3 separate regions of the Triticum aestivum genome follow, and regions 1 and 3 are each linked to region 2. Evidence: chromatin contacts called from public Hi-C data. All regions are on one chromosome and are shown on one strand. The core of a region is the stretch at or near the end of the contact, and the rest is flanking DNA. Distances in the headings are between cores, read along the strand shown. Region 1 holds the start of LOC123074143 (WRKY transcription factor WRKY24). Region 2 holds the start of LOC123077470 (protein TWIN LOV 1). Region 3 holds the start of LOC123074144 (probable WRKY transcription factor 72).

Evidence for each region. A called contact is a pair of places that touch in the nucleus more often than the background predicts.
Region 1: a contact with region 2 is called in a Hi-C map of leaf, with 3 times the contacts expected there. The contact joins the promoter of LOC123074143 here to the promoter of LOC123077470 in region 2. A contact is called at or near these places in 1 of 5 Hi-C or Micro-C datasets (leaf) and 1 of 1 datasets of contacts at active chromatin or transcription factors (leaf).
Region 3: a contact with region 2 is called in a Hi-C map of leaf, with 2.3 times the contacts expected there. The contact joins the promoter of LOC123074144 here to the promoter of LOC123077470 in region 2. A contact is called at or near these places in 2 of 5 Hi-C or Micro-C datasets (both in leaf).

What each region holds. Positions count from the first base shown.
Region 1 is chr3D:67,456,232-67,460,501 of IWGSC CS RefSeq v2.1, reverse strand. LOC123074143 (WRKY transcription factor WRKY24) reads right to left here and starts at 1,678. Exons shown (of 1, transcript XM_044497064.1): 1 at 463-1,678. The coding sequence starts at 1,580. The coding sequence ends at 909.
Region 2 is chr3D:67,169,035-67,173,314 of IWGSC CS RefSeq v2.1, reverse strand. LOC123077470 (protein TWIN LOV 1) reads right to left here and starts at 1,834. Exons shown (of 8, transcript XM_044499747.1): 1 at 906-1,834; 2 at 328-345. The coding sequence starts at 1,440. LOC123077472 (a long non-coding RNA gene) reads right to left here. Exons shown (of 6, transcript XR_006436661.1): 4 at 3,828-4,212; 5 at 3,007-3,096; 6 at 2,525-2,926.
Region 3 is chr3D:67,564,304-67,568,674 of IWGSC CS RefSeq v2.1, reverse strand. It overlaps LOC123074144 (probable WRKY transcription factor 72), which reads left to right and starts at 2,843. Exons shown (of 4, transcript XM_044497065.1): 1 at 2,843-3,304; 2 at 3,449-3,520; 3 at 3,710-4,297. The coding sequence starts at 3,242.

The DNA.
Region 1 (4,270 bases), core at 429-2,928, 290 kb before region 2:
TGGTACATGGCCAATGTGTTAACTATCCTGTTATTTTTGCCAAGGTTTGAGAGCAGATGCACCTTTGTTTTTTCTCTTGTTAGCTCATCCACGATCTTTTGCTATTAAGTAGTACTAGTCTTCAGTTGAGAGAGAATAAATAAAACTACCTTGGAAAAAATTATATTATCATCATTTGATTGGAATAATATTTTATATTGGTTTACTATGTTGTGTGTGTCCTATCTAGTTTAAAAAATTATTTAAAATTAGTAAGAAAAAAAATGTTATTTAGCACGAAACTAGTTTAAAATCGACTTGAGAACATTACAAGCTGAGCATGAGCCACTTTTTATAGCTTGACCTTGAGCTCCAATTAGTTTGGAGTCGCTCGAATTTTAGTGCCGAGCCTAGCTAGTTCAACATTCAACTCGCTCGAACTCAACTCCTTTGCAGTCTTGTCCACGAAAGCTCATTGAGCGACATTATTTTAAGAGGATCTGAAAGAACGGACGGATTCATTGTGATACTCCCTTCATTTTTAAATATAACTCCTCGTATAGATTCCAATGCAGACTCATACGAAACAAAATGAGTAAATGTACACTCTAAAAATACTTATATTTAGTAACCGAGTAAGTATGTGGAGCCTACCAACTTGCCGATGAATGATTGCCGTACGTATGTGTGTTTGTTAACCTGTTCGTGCATCAATTTATTTTCTTTTTACAGATAGATACTGCATGCCGTCGATCGGCGTTTCCATCGTGCACAATGGACGTGGAAGCGACCGAATTATTCAGTGACGGCACACCACCATCAAGGCAACAAATCGTGTACATGCATCCGTGAGATTTCTGAACCGTAATCGATCATAAAAACCAAGGTAACCAGCTCCGTACTGGTCGATCAGTATTCGGTAGCTCAGTTCAGTAGGACTCCGAGGAGTGCGCCGCCGCTTGCAGCTCGCTCCAGGTCCAAGCGGGCGCCGTCGGCGCCGAGTACGCCGGCGCCGCCCTCGACGACGTGCTGCCGGGGGTGACGTGGTTGTGGACGCCGTCGTAGGTGGTGAGGACGTAGAGCGGGTCGTCGCGGTCCCGCTCGACCCGCTTCTTCACCCCGCACCCCTCGGCGGAGCACCGGTAGTAGTTGCGCAGGTTGGGGCTGCTCTTCACCGCCTTCTTGCCGTACTTCCTCCACCGGAATCCGTCGTCCATCACCTCCACCTCCGACCGAGTCCGGAACCCGATCCTCCCCGACGGCCGCCCTGCCATAGCACCGATCCCTCCTCCTCTCGCCCTCGCCGCCGCGTCGTCCTCGAACATCCACGCGCCGTCGCAGTAGTACGAGGCCGTCATAGGGAAGACGACGCTCCGCCCGTACATGTTCATCGTCTCGCCTCCAGCGGCGCCGAACGCCGGAAGCGGCGAGTAGTCGGAGGCACGAGCGGCCTCCACGAGCTCCGGGAAGCTCAGCTCCGCGGCACCGTCCGCCGCTGCCACGAAGGGATCACCGGCTTCGAAATTGTACAAGGAGGAGGCCGCCGGGTGGGCCGAGTAGTAGGCTTCATGGCTGGTGGTAAGTCCTAGCGAAGCCGCCATGAGTGCACTGCACAGACGAGCTACGTACTAGCGTGCTACGTTACCGGTAGTGGTGTGGGCGGCGGTGGGCCTGAGCTAACTGCTTTGACGGAATTCCCCGTGGCATGGCCCGCGATTTATACTACCCACGAACGGCCGGCGAGCTTCATGGATGCTTCATGGCGGGTACGTACGGTGAAGGTTCCGATGGTGTCGCGTCGCGTCAGCTAGTCACATGGCGATTTGATCGCTCTGGCGCCCGTGATGGAGGCGTACGTGCGCGTGCGCTTTCGGATTATTCCCGACGTGGACCGGCCGGGCGGCCGGGCATCCGAAGAAGCAACGGCCGGGCTAGTCAAGAGGAGACTTAAATGTGGCCTTTGGATCATTCATCTGGACCGTTATGGCCGCCGATGGATGGCCCCGGCCGGCGCGCGGCGCGATTTAATTGGCAGCAGTACGCCGGCGGTTGCCACAGGCACGCAGCGCCGCCATTGCACAGCCACGGCCATCGACGATCGCACAGGATATATATAAATATATCCATCTATGTACGTTCCTCGCCGTCCGATCGATCGGGCGGTACATCATCATCATGATCATCGTCAGCTGGATTTTGGGTGTAGTACTCCACTGTTGCGGATCTGAAATACTACGTACTTAAGGTCGCAACTGTGATGACAACGAGACATCGGTGCTCTGATGTCTGATCAGAAAATAATACTGTACTGTGTACGTATAAACATCGGGCTCAGATCCGCATTGTGAAGAAAAAACATACTAGTACTAGTATGTACGTGTGATTATAATTACTACGAGACATGGGCGCTCAAATCCGCAGCAGTGGAGCACACCCAAAATCCAGCTGACGAGCTTTTCGGGTCCAAATGAGCGTTCGCGGTCAAGTCCATCGCACCGGCCGGTCGATCGAATCCCACTAACTCTTCATTTTGTGTACGTGCGGTGCACCTGACCAGGGTAGTCTATCACACAAGCGACACCTAGCTAGCCTACTCTCTAGCCAGCAATTGAGTTGCCATCGTTTTGGTCTGATAGACTCGGATTTAGCATTGCCGATCACCATTAAAATAAGAAAACAGCACCGAATATGTCTCGTTATTAGATAGAGTATTTAATTTTTTGTTGAACTATTTACGCACATCCGTTTGAGCACAGTTAATATGGGACAGAAGGGATAGTAATTACTCGGTGCATAAATAGTTCAACCAGAAAAGATACTACTCATCCGTCTAGGTGTGTAAGTCATCTTACAAAAACCAAATAATTCCAAAACACTTAGGCGCGGTGCATTAACTTCTACCTCGTTTCTTGTTTCTTGACATATCAACCAATAAGAGATGTGAGTGTGCATGCTTTTAATGATTTGAGACTACCAAACACGACATGCAGTGGTTAGTTCATTGCATGCAATGATATTAATTAGCAAAAAAACATTAAGATCTCTCGTTTCCCCTCCTCCTTGGTCATGGTGCATAACCTAAAATGACTTATTCACCTAGACGGAGGGGGTACTACTCTATAGAACAACCGTTTGAGCAACAGTTAATATGGCACATCGGGAGTATTTTGTGAAAGATTCTATAACTCTCCCGACGCTTTTGCATACGTTGTCGTTTGGTTGCTAAACTTCTGTCATATCTTGTGGTGCGCCAACGGCAGGTAAATCTTGCTCCCTTTTTGAAGCTTATTAAATAATTCATGTTATCATGCAGGTGAAGACTGAATTGCCAGCCGGCCGATATTTGACAGTGATGTCTCGCGCTTTCCTCATTGGAGATTCATCTGGACATACTGTACTATAGATGCATGCATTCGCATTGCATACTGGAGGTAGGCGGAAGTAACACCCTCGCAACGAAAAAATAAGTGGGACGTAAAGAAAAATTTCAGGTGATGGTAATTGCATGTGTGCATGCTAACTTGATCATTTCGGTGTGTGTTTGATTTGGAAGTTAATTGTATCAACCGGGGTTAGTCACGAGTACTAATTAGCACCAGTAGATGCGCACACACCTTTTTCTGGATTGCCTTTCCTGGTTCAGTGATGTACGGGAATGAACTCCCTCTGTTGTTGTCATTAATGGCATGCACGTACTGTATTTTATTTTATTTTGACTTTGTGAACACGTTTTAGATGGTGGCTTAATTGCTCAATTTGCTCATTTATATAAATATATATGCATCATCAAAAGAGCTCTCTAAATGTATGTGAAATTCCATGCAACTATGATGACAGATCTTTAAAGTTGTATAAAATGCTATACAGGTCCTTGCTGTAATTTCCCCATACAAACAATAGTAAGTTCCTTGTGTAACTTGTATGTGTTCCTATGTAAAATCTTTATCTAGCACAAGTAAGTCCATTATATTGTTTTTACAAGTTCTGAAACAGGTAAATCATACCAAGGAAGGTTGTAATTAAGGTATTGAAATCATGTGCAGTGGGTTTCTATTTTATGGTGCTATGTGTCGTTGTATGTATGGTGCAAACTTTTGTCTGATGCTGAACTAGAAATCAATCAACTTAATAGTGCCATGTGTCGTTGTTTGTATGGTGCAAAAAGGTTGATTGACAACAAACTGTAAATCAATCAACTTCCAAATTGACAACCCCCAAATGGTGGTTTTAGAGGGACAAACACACACCCTAGCCCACCGTTGGATGTACATTATGACCGGTGCTCGCCTAA
Region 2 (4,280 bases), core at 585-3,084:
TGTTTGGATTGCATGTAAATTTTGTTGCTGCCCGGTATTTAGTTCAAACTTGAGCTGAAATACCAGGGATCACACTAATTTTACACTGAATCCAAGCAGGGCCTTCGTCTGCCCCGTCGTTAATCTGGACCTACAAAAGCAGGATGGATCTCTTTTTCTTTTGTCCTATTAATGTGTGAACTTCTCTATCCTGTAAGCAAAAACGGATGTTTCTGTCAACAGCAATTTAACAACAAATACGGTCTATTCAGTTTCTCAAAAACAAGGCATCATGTATACAGCGTTGAAACGAAAAATTTATCAACTCAAACAAGAACTTTTACCTACTTCTTCTTGTCTCCATACCTGGAAATGGTAAAAGAAACAAGACTAGTGTAACCATTATTGTCAAACTTGGAACCAAGAAGGAACTAACAACTCAAAAAGGCCACATAGTGACCAGTCTTATATGATCACCTAGTACTCCCTCTGTAAAGAAATATAAGAGTGTTTAGATCACTACTTTAGTGATTAGTGATCTAAACGCTGTTATTTCTTTATGGAGGGAGTATAAGATCGTTTAGATCACTAATATCTTATATTTCTTTACAGAGGGAATACTTGTTTGGCTGTCCATGCTTAAGAATAAGACAACCAGCGCAACTGTAATTACCATACCATGAATGTAGAAATAAATTATAGCAAATAAGGCCATGTTCATGGCCACTTGTATACATGGCGTGTTTACAGCATACATTTCATATCAAGGCACGGTTGAGCAGTGAGGCACGGGGTACTGTAAATGATCTCACGGGCAATTAATGGTTGGTCCACTGATCAGTGTGCTTATTATCGTGCAATTTATTACTCCCAAATGATCACTGTACTAGTGATGGCAACAGATGAACACGTCCAATCAAACTGACCTCTCTTATCGATATCCACAAACACCTCCCCTACGTGGCTGGCGCAAGGCAGCTCCTCCTCCCCCCTGGCCTCCTCCCGGCAGGCCGCGAGCGGCGCGGGCCGCCCCGGGTGACGGCGCGGCGGCGACGCGGGGGCGATGGGCACCTGGACGGCGAGGAAGTGGAGCACGCGGCCGTCGGCGGCGTGGAAGACGGGCGCGAGGTGGAGCAGCACCCAGTGGGGCGAGCCGTCGCGGCGGTAGTTGAGGATGGCGACCTGGTGGGCGCGCTGGGCGCGCACGGCCTCGCGGACGCCCGAGACGGCGGCGCGGTCGGTGGCGGCGCCCTGGAAGAGGCGCGCGTTGCGGCCGAGCAGCTCGCGGCGCGGGTAGCCCGTGAGCGCGGCCAGGCCCCGGGAGGCGTAGACGATGGGGTGGCCCGGCATGGCCGGGTCCGTGAGCAGGAAGCTCCCCCGCAGCTCGTCCAGCTCCTCCAGCACCCACTCCGAGTACCGCGCCGTCAGCGACGCCGCCAGCCGCCGCTCCTCCCCCTCCATCGCCCCCGCTGGGAAGGGATGGGTGCGCCCGCCGGATCGGTGGCGTGATCGGCGCGGGGCGCGGGGGAGGAAGAGAAAAGATCTGCGCGGATGGAGGGGGGCCGCGCGGGGCAGGGTTGTAAAATCGCGTGCTCTGTTTGGCTGTTTCGGCTCTGCTCGGGGCGGGGCGGAAGCTGGAGGCTGGAGCTCCGTCTCGTCGGCCGGTCGCGAATGCCACGGGCGTGTGAGGCTGGGCGCGCTGACTGTGATGCGATAGCGATGCGGGAGGTTTGTGCGGGGAGCGGGTACGACGGAGAGGAGTGCGGGTGCAGCAGCTTCGCGGACGTGCAATGATTGATGGGCGGCGGAGCCGGGATAATGCACGCGGGCGTGGCGATCCGCCCGCGCCTGGCTCGTTGCCGGTGTCAGCCGCAGGCTGATATAAGCTCTACTCGTACAAATAGAACGCCCGTGCGTTGCCACGGGCTATATTGCCGACTTTTTTTTTACCGTTATAAAGAACTATCATTTTCTTTCTTCTTTTCTTCTCCCAACTAAAAATGTTTTTTTGAATTTAAAATTATAGAGTAGAACTTATACGAAATATGCTACAAAAATATCATCTTGTGTTTAAAACCATAGAACCGGCGATCTTTAATAAGGCCATCAGAAAGACATGCATAAGGCAGCATAGTACTAAGGTGACTATGATTTGCCACGGATCCAAGACATGAAAGTCAAACTATAATAATTTGCTCATACACACTATGTGTAATTTAGACATAGATCAATTCAAGTCCAAAAAGAATAGTGATGAACAACGATCCTGTCATAATTCTAATCACAACATATGTTTGAAATATTTTTTTGGTTATACAAAAACAAACAAATAACATGCTTCTTTATAAAAATTAGAACTATTGCTTCCAAGGATGACTACCTAGGTACGAGAATCAATCTGAAGCTGCCTTTGAGTAAACTATGATGCAAGAGGCTTTCAACCAAGAACCAGAATTGGGTTGACTACCCACAAAGGTCAGAACTATTCTTTAGAACTTCATAAAAAGCTAAATTCAATCTACAAATAAATATGAAGAGAGGTTAGTAAGTAAAACTAAGTCATGACTAAAATATTGAGGGGGGGGGGGGATGATTGTTTTTAGTCCAAAGATGAATACCCCAGTATAATAAGAAATAGCATTGTGCAAGCATCGACAACAATAAAAATAGTAGTAGCCTCTCAATCCCTCGCTATCTCTCTACAGCTCTTTACTACTCTCTTTTATTCCTCTCCCAAGACCACACACGACAACAACAACACGCTCAATCTCTCTTCTTCCCCCCAAAATCAGCAGCTAATCTTTCTTCTTCCTCTCAAATCGAACATCAATGCCCAAGCACCGCCAACCACCACACCGATCACTCGATCATGCATTCTGTCGTCCAGACGCACTGCACGCATGCACCACTGCCCCGCCTCTCTCTCCAACGGCTCACCCCCGCCCCACTGCGATCAAGGCAGACAAAAAGAGTATGATGTCCTTTATTAACTTTATTAATTGTCACATGGTTCATCAAAGAAATTACCTAGACCAACATTCATCAACAAGAAAACACCACGTATGGCACAAGCTGATGTGTTAGCTTCCTGGGGTAATGCTGGAAGGTCTTCACAACCTGGATAAGTAAAGTTTGAAAGGTTATAACCTCGACTAACAGAATAAAATGAATTTTAATGCACACACATGTAGATACATCTCTATTATTTTCTGCTCTTATTTTTAGAATCAGATAGCCAACTTTTTCATTAGAATCAGAGTGAAGCCCATATACTACTTGCTCACAAGTCCTTGACAATGGAAAACTTTGACATCCTCCTTCGTGATCTTAAACACTTGTAGGTAATTTCCTCCTTCATGCTTTTGAACTCTTAAATAGTGCACTGCAGCTCCCGCATCCATGAGGCATCGTGCCCTGTTAGTGCAATGTAGCTCCCACATCGATGAGGCGGCGCGCTCCATCTCCTGGAGATAGACAAGCCACCGGTGCAGCCGCTGAATCCTCTCATCCCCACTTTAGGATAGCACTGCCCCACTGTAGGATTGTTCTGTGGCAACGCATGGGCAACCATGCATCTATTGCTGACTGGGATGGTGTGCATAAAACTACAGGCTGAACTTTGGATTGCCTAGATAAGCACTTGCACGTAGCATGCCTAACTATTTCCATAGATCAAGGTAATTCAAATGCAATAGACTGGTCCAATGTGGGTGACATGTACACTTAGTATTAACAATCAGAATGGGCAGAAATGACTGACTGAAAGTAGGAATGTCCGGTGTGCAGCGAAGTTTAATTTCTACATAAGAAGGAGGTGAAAGAAGAAAGTTTGACGATTGGGTACGTACCATGCTTACAGTCGGTCGTGGGAGTTCATGTCGGACTTCCAGCCAAGCAGCAGGCATGCCACCTCCTGCCACCACTCGCAGGTCGTCATGTATAGCACCATGTGAGCTCCTCAACCCCGCTCACGCCCCCGGCATCCGTGACCAACAGCCGCATTGTCGTGTTCACCGATAGCCTAATCCCCAGATGGTAAAGTATCAAACAATATGAGCAGTGTCCTAATAAGCCCTCTAGATACTTCACTGGTTTAAGAATCTTTTCCTGACATAACAAATTTTGAATTTTCCTTTGCACATGTTTGATTGAGATAAATTTTGAACTTCCTTTGCCCATAGTAATATATCTGAATCAGCGCCCGCAGAGAATGTAATTTTCATCATAGGTAATCTACAATGGAGTATCAATTTCAGAAAATAAACAACATACTGACCAAAATATATTATGAAGTAAACTGT
Region 3 (4,371 bases), core at 1,594-4,093, 390 kb before region 2:
ATTGTGACCTTTTTCATGCCAGCCGCACCGTACGAGTAGCTAGCTGCACGGCGGCACGTGATACACGCTCCTCATTTCCGTCGATGCATATGCCGCCGGTGTCCTTGTCCCCACCGCGTCTTCGTGCTGTGGAGTACCGTGTAGGAATTGAAACTCGTAGGAACACAGACGCACGAGCAAACCTATTTGAGGCCGATTTCTTAGGCTAACGATCATGCTCAGCTCACGGCACGATCGGTCGCAAAACTAACTAAGGACTTGCCAAATCCGACATCCTATACGCCCGTGAACAGTGATCAGACAATTTCTAAATCCGTGCCTCCGCAGCCATGTATCTCATATCAGGCACTCTATATCCATACAAAATCATACAACTTAGTAAGTAGATCACCGGACGGACAAAATTGATAGAAAACGGACTAAACCGATAGCAAAGGGGCATAAGTTTACATATAAACATCACCATAAGATCGGTCATAGTTCACACGGTTCACACTGTCCGGCAAATGCTAACTAGATACTAGGAGGTAGATACTACGAGCTAGAGAGGGCGGAGCTTCACCACTTCTTCGCCGGCCTTTTGCCCTTCGGATCGCTGGCACTACTGTAGGCGTCCGCGGCAAGATGTGGGTCGATGTCGGAGCCGTCGTCGTCGGATCCGTTGGAGGAGGAGGAATCGAGATGACGATGTAGCCCTTGAAGCGCCGGACGATGCAGTCCTGCTTGCGCTTGAGCTTGGCCACCCTCACCGCCTCCGCCTCTGTCTCCACTGCCTCCCGCTCGGATTGCTCAATCCCGAGCCAGAGCCGCTTGGCGTTAATCCTTCGGAGCCACCGGGCGTTCGTCTCCGGCATGGTAAGCGACCGATGGTACACCCACTGGAGGAGACGCTCCTCCTCGTTGGGCACCGGCATCACGAGGCGGCGGCGGGCAGACTGCGCAGCCGCGTGGGACACGAACCCCATCTCCCTTGCCCTCTGCCTCGTGGCGGGCGCCGCGTGCCTCCGACTCCGGAGTCAGCATCCGTGGCGCCGGCGGAGCGGGCACTAGAACCCACAGCTGCCCGCGCGGAGGTGGAGGAGGACGCCAGGCGGGTGGAGCCGATTGGGCTACCCTCGCAAATCTGTGCACGGGGCGTGAAGGGCCAGCGCTGCGGCGACAGGTGGTGCCACACCTAAACCGGAGCTGTCGCCTGTATCAACCCATGAGCGCTCCAGCGCGATACCGAGCGCCAGCACGTCCTCGTCTCCGGAGCTGCCACCGGAGTGGCTGCCGGTGCTGGACATGGCCGCCGACACTCAGGATTGGATGGATTGGGGAATGGGGAGCGGAGCAGAGTGGAGTGAAGTGAGCCTAGGGTTTGCTTCGGAGGGGGATTTTGTGGGATCGGGGTGGGCCAGAGGTGGGCGAGGCAGACGTGGCGGACGCACCCAGGCGCACCGGGCTGCCTTATATCCATCCTACATTTGGGATGGATATAAGGGATGCTGATCAGGGCTGTTTGAGAGGTTCGGTTGGGTCCTTTTTATGACGATCAGTGATCGGACGGCTTGTCGAGATGTTTTAGACAGATTTGAAAGGTTTGGTTGTAGATGCTCTAAGCATGCATGCAGCTAGCGATGACAATCATGGCTTGGTTTCAACGGGGCTCCGCTGGGACCGAGCTCAAGTTCTCAACAAGTAGGCCAACGGAAACCGAATAATCTAATCCAATTTGATCCCTTGCATGGCCGACTTGATCGGAGGCCACATCGCATTCACGATCACGAGGCTTGGACGACTTGCTTCTGATTGGATCGCGCACGGCGTGGAGGACGTCACGCTCCGTCGCGGGCACGTACAGGAGGTCGATCGATCCATCCTCTGCTACTTAATCAACACGCACGAAGACTTCTTGGACTCGGGAGAGAAGGGATCGCCATCGCATCCGGTCACACGCCGTACGCACACATTTTCTTTATGATCCCGCACATGTGATATGACCTCGCGTCGCGTCGCGTCGCATAAATTGGGATCGATCGAGCGCTGTGCATGTGCGCCGGCGACTCTACAGTGCTCCGCACATGCCGTGCATGGTACCATGTACTGTTCAGACGCAGCCAACCAGATTATTCGGTTACGTAGTACAGTACTACCATCACAACAGATTGGGACGGAACAGGTAAATGTGCTGACCGGGTTGCACTTGTACTGTCGCCTTGTCGTTCCACGTTTTTACTTTTCACGCCTGAGTTCAATGACCGGTCCGAGTCCTCGCTCTTACTACGTTTGACCTGCTGCATGCACGTAAATCCTGAATCGATACTACGTGCGTGCGTCACTCACGTCGAGCAAGGCGTTATATCAGAATTTCCGCATCATTTTATGCTATATATTTTTACGTGGAGAGGAGAACAGTTCAGACTCAAATTGGACCGACCGGCCGCTGGCCAGTTGCTTGCTTCTCCGGGTTAGCCGTACGAAAGTCAACACGTAAAACGGCCCCAAAACGAATTCAACGCTAGCAGCTGCACGCTCATGCTGCGTGCGTACATACGCTAACCAAGAACACATCTAAGCTAGCTAGCTAAGTCAAAGCCTCTCTCTCAGAGCAAAACGGAAGGATGATTGCACAATGAAGGTCGCACGCACGTACGTGCGTGCGTGCGATCCGCATTCGGAGGGGAGGGAGCTCGCTCGCGGAACCAACGCTGAGGGGAGGGGGCCGGCGACTTGCAGGACACGTTGTGGGCGGCGACGACGCTGACGACGGCCACGGCCGGTGGTGACCACCGCGCGCGAGGGCGGTATTATATTGGGGAATGGGGAAGCCAAGGCAGCCTGCTTACCTCACTCGCTCGCTAGCTAGCTTGGTAGACCTGCCTGCCTGCCTGCTGCCCATGAGGGAGGCTGGGTACACGCGTTGACATTGTTTATGAGCTCGCTCGCTCTCTCGCTCGCTCTGGTCTGGACGGGAACCAGCAACCGAGCCGCCGTGATGGTACGGTAGGTTAAGGAGCCGGGCACTGGGATTTGAGATTTGGTACGCGGAGCACGCAGCAACTGCTGTTTATCCATTAGTTTAATCCCCGGCGAGTCAGAAAGTGTAGGCTTCGTCGTCCTAGTCGTCGTCGTCGCTTCGACTCCGATCCTTCTTTATAAGGAGGGCGCGGGGCTGCTGCAACCACAAGGCGTCTCTTGCTCATCCAAAGCAAACAAAGCTCCCTCTCTGCAGGTTCGCCATCTCGTGACTGATCCGTCCATGGACGTCGCCGTCGAGAGGCCGCCGCCGGTGAAAGAGGAGAACAAGCCGGAGACCATGGAGGTATGTACACACATCCCTTTAAGTTGTCTACTAGATGCATGTTAACCCGGCAGTGTTGAGTTGCTGATCGATGAGCGTGTACCCTACATGTTCGTTCTTGAGATCCAGCTGAAACTGAATTAGCTTCAATTCTTTGGCCTGCAGATCGCAAGCGCGCTTCCAATGGTCCTCGAGAGTTTCCCGTCCACGCAAAGAAATTCGATCACCACCAGCAAGGTACTGCAAACTACTCCGTATGATCTGAAAGTCAAATTGAGAGCTGGTTAATTAGGAGTACCATGTAAGAAATAGAAGCAAGTTGAGAATGAATTGCACCAAATTAAAGATCGAACCATGTGTGTTTATTTTATGAAGAATCGCTCGTACATCATCTAATGATTTCTCCTGGGTATTGTGCATGTGCAGGACGACAAGCTGGAGGCGACCAAGGCGGAGATGGGCGAGGTGAGGGAGGAGAACGAGCGCCTCAAGACGCTGCTCTCCCACATCGTCAGGGACTACCAGTCGCTCCAGACGCACTTCCAGGACGCCGTCAAGGTCAAGCACCAAGCACCGGCCGCCGACAAGCTCCCTGCCGCCCCCGCGCCGGCGCCTACCGCTACCACCGACGATCTCGTCTCTCTGTGCCTCGGCAGCGGCGGTTACGCTCGCCCGAAGGGCGCCCACCAGAGGTCGCTGTCGTCGTCGTCGTCCGGCACCGAGACCGACCCCGACGATCAGCTGTCGCTCGGGCTGAGCAGCCGTCGCTCTACGGACGGCGACGACAGGCAGGCCGCCCGCCCGTCGGCTACGCCCCTTATGAACCTCAGCTCCGACAGCAGCGCGGACGACGACGCCGCGCCCGGTAGCGGGCTGCCGGCCGCCGCGTGCCCGCCGGCGACCAAAGCGCGCAAGAGCCCCGGCGCCGGGGTCGACGGAGCCGACGACGAGGTGCTCCAGCAGCAGGCCAAGAAGGCTAGGGTTTCCGTCCGTGTCAAATGCGACACCCCCACGGTACGTTCGCGCATACAACATACATACGTACAGTACAAGATTCTGTACGTGTTTTCATGATGAAAATACTTTTG